2 separate regions of the Mus musculus genome follow, and region 1 is linked to region 2. Evidence: chromatin contacts called from public HiChIP or PLAC-seq data. All regions are on one chromosome and are shown on one strand. Each heading gives the region's core, a stretch centred on a gene start, on an enhancer-like site or on the middle of the called end of the contact. The rest is flanking DNA. Distances are from core to core; before and after follow the strand shown. Region 1 holds the start of Zrsr1 (zinc finger (CCCH type), RNA binding motif and serine/arginine rich 1). Region 2 overlaps B3gnt2 (UDP-GlcNAc:betaGal beta-1,3-N-acetylglucosaminyltransferase 2).

What was found. HiChIP or PLAC-seq counts read pairs in DNA pulled down with a chosen protein or histone mark.
Region 1: a contact with region 2 is called in an H3K4me3 HiChIP or PLAC-seq map of bone marrow-derived macrophages, with 2.1 times the contacts expected there. The contact joins the promoter of Zrsr1 here to the enhancer-like site in region 2. A contact is called at or near these places in 14 of 39 promoter capture datasets (the 3T3-L1 cell line, the C10 cell line, the HPC-7 cell line and 8 more), 1 of 15 datasets of contacts at CTCF or cohesin (CD8 T cells), 10 of 484 Hi-C or Micro-C datasets (the C2C12 cell line, the G1E-ER4 cell line, adipose-derived mesenchymal stem cells and 7 more), 13 of 115 datasets of contacts at active chromatin or transcription factors (CD8 T cells, the HPC-7 cell line, the NIH/3T3 cell line and 7 more) and 4 of 9 other capture datasets (adipose tissue, liver, macrophages and 1 more).

What each region holds. Positions count from the first base shown.
Region 1 is chr11:22,970,747-22,973,446 of GRCm38.p6, forward strand. Zrsr1 (zinc finger (CCCH type), RNA binding motif and serine/arginine rich 1) reads left to right here and starts at 1,259. Exons shown (of 1, transcript NM_011663.3): 1 at 1,259-2,700. The coding sequence starts at 2,482. The region is part of intron 1 of Commd1 (COMM domain containing 1); the gene reads right to left.
Region 2 is chr11:22,834,071-22,836,770 of GRCm38.p6, forward strand. B3gnt2 (UDP-GlcNAc:betaGal beta-1,3-N-acetylglucosaminyltransferase 2) reads right to left here. Exons shown (of 2, transcript NM_016888.5): 2 at 669-2,700. The coding sequence ends at 1,923. Among named protein-coding and RNA genes, the nearest start is that of B3gnt2, 24 kb to the right of the region's middle. Within about 2 kb of position 1,436, at least 8 of the 459 cell types and tissues checked have an H3K27ac peak or open chromatin away from gene starts, as enhancers often do. A contact at or near this core is called in bone marrow-derived macrophages and olfactory sensory neurons, where this site is marked.

The sequences.
Region 1 (2,700 bases), core at 9-2,508, 140 kb after region 2:
AAGACTGGACCTGACCTCCAGCTAAGATACATCACACAGGTGAGCACCTTGGGGATAAAGACTTAGGACCATATTTAGAAATTTAAAGTGTGAACCTTGTATGATGACCCTCAGCATAAAATATAACTTTTGCTATACACAGGTATCTACCTTCTTTCTTGTGACACAGAGGCAGGCAGAGCTTTCTTCTTAGTTAGGGTTTTACTGCTGTGAATAGACACCATGACCAAGGCAAGTCTTATAAAGGACAACATTTAACTAGGGCTGGCTTACAGATTCAGAGGTTCAGTCCATTACCATCAAGGCAGGAACACGGTAGCACACAGGCATGGTGCAGGAAGAGCTGAGAGTCTGACATCTTCATCTGAAAGCTGCTAGAAGACTAGCTTCCAGGCATCTAGGATGTGGGTCTTAAAGCCAATGACACACTTACTCCAGCAAGGCCACAGCTTCTAACAGTGCCACTCCCTATACAAACCATCACATTCTACTCCCTGGCCCCTATAGGCTTGTGCAAGCATAAGAGCCTATGGGGATCATACCTAAACATAGCATGATGCAAGGCCAGTCTAGTCTACAGAGCAAGTTCCAGGACAGCCACAGCTACACAGTAAAACCCTTGTCTCTGAAAAAACAAACAAACAAACAAACAAAAATAAAAGATTTTTTTCTTGGCTTAAACACTTGTCTGAGCAGTCTTCTCTGGTGAATACCCCACAAAACTACATTACAGAACAAATGAAAGGAATGTGTTTGCAAAAAACAAAACACATTCAATTTTTTATTCCCTTGGTTTTTCGAGACAGGGTTTCTCTGTGTAGCCCTGGCTGTCCTGGAACTCACACTGTAGACCAGGCTGGCCTCGAACTCAGAAATCCGCCTGCCTTTGCCTCCCGAGTGCTGGGATTAAAGGCGTGCGACACCACACCAGGCCCACATTCAATATTTAAAAAACAAAACAACAACAAAACCAAAACCCCTTACTTTCCACAAGAGTGAGGAGCTGAAGCCAGAAAAACGGTTTACCTGGTAAAGCCCTTGACAAACAAATATAAGAACTTAATTTCTATTCCCAGCACCCACATAAACAAGCCCGGGAAGGTGAGCTGCCAGCACCGGCATGGAGGGGTGCCCTGCAGTGAGACAAGCCTGCCCCGGCTCAGGGCTGAGCATTCTTACTGCAGGAGCACTCCCACTGCAGGGGGCGGAGACAAAAAAAGCAGTAAATCGTACTGCGCAGGCCTGCCTTTCCCGGAGTAAAGACGTAACTGCAGATTACAGGGTAACTGCGCAGATCAGACATACTGCGGATAACTGCAGATACCTGGATGACTGCGCAGGCGGACCGTACTGCAGATAACCACCCGCAACTGCGCAGGCCGGTCGGTAAGGCAGATAACCACTGTTCCAGCTGTACCATGGATAACCGGGTAACTACGTAGGCTGATCATACTACGGATAACCAGGTAACTGCGCAGGCCGGCCATGCCACGGAGGCTGGCCTTAAAGCGGATAACCGGGTAACTGCACAGGCCAGCTGTGCCATGCATAACCAGTAACTGCATAGGCTGGCCGTACCACAGATAACCACGGATACCTGGGTAACTGCGCAGGCAGGCCGTACTGCGGATAGCCAGGTAACTGCGCAGGCTGGCTGTACCACGGATAATCGCGGATAATTGGTAACTGCGGCCGCCCCACAGATAATTGGGTAACTGCGCAGGCAGGCCATACCACGGATAACTGGATAGACGGATAACTGCGCAAGCCGGCCATACCGGCCCGGCCGGGTAACTGCATGGGCAGGCCTATGTACTGCGGATAAACGGATAACCGGGTGACTGCCCAGGCAGGCCGTACTGCGGATAACTGGATAATCGGGTAACTGCGCAGACCATCCGTACCTCCGAAAACTGGGTAACTGCGCAGGCCTACCACGGATAAGTGGGTAACTGCGTGGGATAACTGGATAATCGGGTCACTGCGCAGGCAGGCTGTGCCACGGATAACCGGACAACCGGGTAACTGCACGGATAGGCTTTATCACGGGTAACTGGATAACCGGGTAATTGCGCAGGCTGGCAGTACCACGGATAACCGGATAACTGCGCAGGCAGGCCTACGTACTGCGGATAACCGAGTGACTGCGCAGGTAGGCGGTACAGCCCACATTCCAACGCAAACACTGGCCTTCGACTGCGCATGCGCACATTCAACTACTGGTTGCTGCATTGCGCAAACACGCCGGTGACTCAGCTGGTTCAAGCTTTCTAGGCTGGTGGAAAGGAAAGTCAACTGGGCTGAATGGTGCCACCCTGAAGTTGCTGTCCAGGAAGGTAACGAACATTAAACAGCAGAACAACTTAGCAGCGGGCGACATTTTCAATCCACAGCGTGAGAAAAAGAGATTATCGCGAGATCCGGGAAGAGCCCCCCCCCCCCCCCCCCCCCCCCCCCCCCCCCCCCCCGCTCTGCGGTAAAATGGCATCACGGCAGACCGCGATTCCTGAGAAACTCAGCCGAAAACAATACAAGGCGGCAATGAAGAAGGAGAAACGCAAGAAACGTCGGCAGAAAATGGCTCGGCTGAGAGCTCTGGAAGCCCCACCAGAGGAGGACGATGATGTTTCTGCTAACGAAGAACTTGCAGAGCGATTACTGGAGATAGAGCGGCAAAGATTACATGAAGAGTGGCTGCTG
Region 2 (2,700 bases), core at 186-2,685:
ATCCCCAGTCCCAGCAGGCAGCTGCCTTCACACACTCCTAGCCACCTTAGATCATGTTCTCAAACAATGCAATCCAAGGACAGAATAGGAGTTTCTACTTTGTATACCTTTCATAAAGACAGGCAGCAGACATGGGTGCTGCACACCAGGGTTTCTTGGTCTGGGTCAAGTCAGTAAAATGGTTTGGTCGATCTCAGGGAGGCCTTGGAGGAAGGGCATGAAGGTGTATATTAGTTGACAGGTCGAGAAAGAAGTGCAACCCGTGGTTGGAAATGCCTGGGTCCTTCTTGCAGACGCTTGGGATGTGGGGGTCCAGGTGCTTTATAGCTGGAATGCATGTCTTCAATTCCATCATCACAATGGAGGTAGAGGGAGGAGCAGCTCTAGGAATTCCAGGCCAGATTGGTCAACATACTGAGCCCCAGGACAGCCAGGACCCCATAGAGACCCCCTCAAATCAAAAACAGAAACAAAAAAAACCAGATGGCACAGCTCTCAGGAAGACACACATAGGTGGGAAGTGCTTTTAAGACTACAGATGCAGTGATGGCTAACCCACGGACACAGACTGTTAATATAATGATGACTGTAATGGTTTCTGGGAAAGATAGCCCAGGGAGAATGTCATGAAACACAGGGAAACAAGAACAGAAAGAGTATCACTTATTATACGTGATGATTAAAAAATACAATCACTTTATTTCCACTTTTTCCCAGTCCCCTGTAGCACAGGTGAGAACCCTCTAAAGCACAAAAATATTTCAAGAAAGCATGTTACAAGATACTAGTATATGCAATATTTTGGCAGAACTTTATTTTCTCTAGCAGTTCATACCCCCCCATCCAAATTTTAAAATTCAAAAATAAGAGTTAACTTTATCTAACATGTTACAGCTTAACATTTAAAACATCATGCTGGATCTGGGAGGAGATGGGGAGGTGAATACAATCAAAACACATTGTATGAAATTCTCAAAGAATTAAAAATGAGAAAAAATAAAATATCATGCTCTAGTTAAATATTTCACAAACACTGTATACAAATAAAATATTACACAAAATATTTTTTAAGAAAATGTTTTGGTGTTTGATCTGAACAATAAATAAAAGCACAGGCACTTCTACACTGAGACAGGGAAGTGTCACTACCCAGAATTTTATCTAAGGAATACGTGATAATATGGCAAGAATAGAATCTTGGGGTTTTAACTGACTAATCACGTCCAAAGCTCAGAAGTGGCGAATGCTTCCCAGTCTCTGAACACTCACAGACCCATGGCTGTCGGGCTACTCAGTCTCCAGTTGGCCATTAGGGAATCACACTCATGATCTTCAAATACTAAAAATAGGTTAACTACCATGATGCCACCCAGGAAACCAAACACAAGTAAAAAGAAAATCCCCTCTGTCCTCATGGCCATAAGCCCTGACAAGATGAACTACACGCACTGCGTGGCTTTCCTTGCATAAAGGAAGTAACGGTTTCTAGTAACAAGGACAATACTGCTGGGTGACGGGAGATTGACATCAGTCTACTTTCTAGACAACTTTCAAAATCTTATGAAAATACATAGAATTCCATTTCACAAAGCCACCAGGTTGTGTCCTACATATATATATATGTATGTATGTACACACACACATATATACACACATACATACATAATTGTGGAGGAGAAAGAAAACAAATTAGAAACTGAGGACCGGCAGCCAGAGGAAGGGTCATAACCACTCACCCTGCCATGCTGAGCTGTCTTCAGCCTTCCCTCTTCACAAGGCAAGGGAAGGACTGAGGGCTTGGGAGCCCAGGGGCTACCTGCTCATGAAGGCTAATAGCCTCACACAGAACTCACCTATTGTGAGAGCACACCATGGGAACTAGTCAGGCTAGGCCTTTCTGTGAAATGCAGCTCATGTCTATTTCAGCATTTTAAATTAGGACTTTGCAACTGAGACCAGATATCAATCATCTCTTGAGGTTTTCTGCTATGTACTAACATTAGGTCTATATAGGAACAAATATTTTTCTTATTTTTCTCTTCAATATCAAATGTCCTGAAGCCTTTGTGCTTCTCTGGAACAAGGCCCAGTTTCTGAAGGCACATTCCCGTATAAACATCATCAATAGGGTAGAGATGGACCCGGCTAGTCGCACTGTACAGCCTCAAGGCAAGGGGGCCGGAGTACAGGAATCCACCACCCCCGGCATACGGTGGGTAGACGCCGGTGTAGAAGACTTCTGGGATGTAGTACTTCAGTTTCTTATCCCGGTGAGGCCCAGCATTGTGGATCACGTCACCTATGAACAAGTCTTTGGCTTTGCTCTTGGATAAGCTATTCAAGTAATTAAGGATGTGATGGGTGTTCACAAACACGTCATCATCGCCCTTGAAGACAAACTCTGCGTCTGGACAGGAAGTGCTCACCCACCTAAGAAACAGCACTTCCTTCAGGGACAGGTTGAAGAATGTGTCTCTATAGTTCCACATGAGGATGTCCTGGTGCTTGTCACTCTCAAACTTAAGCATGTCCGAAAGGTCAGGGTGGTTGTCCTCTGGGGGTGTCTTGCCCAACAGGAAGACCCTCACTACTGTCTGGTTCCCTACGTTGGTTTCTCGGCCCCAAGACTCCCGAATTGCTTGCCTTCTGGCAAAATGTGGAATGAGGGACTTTATCGCCAATAGTAAGAAGGGCTTCTTT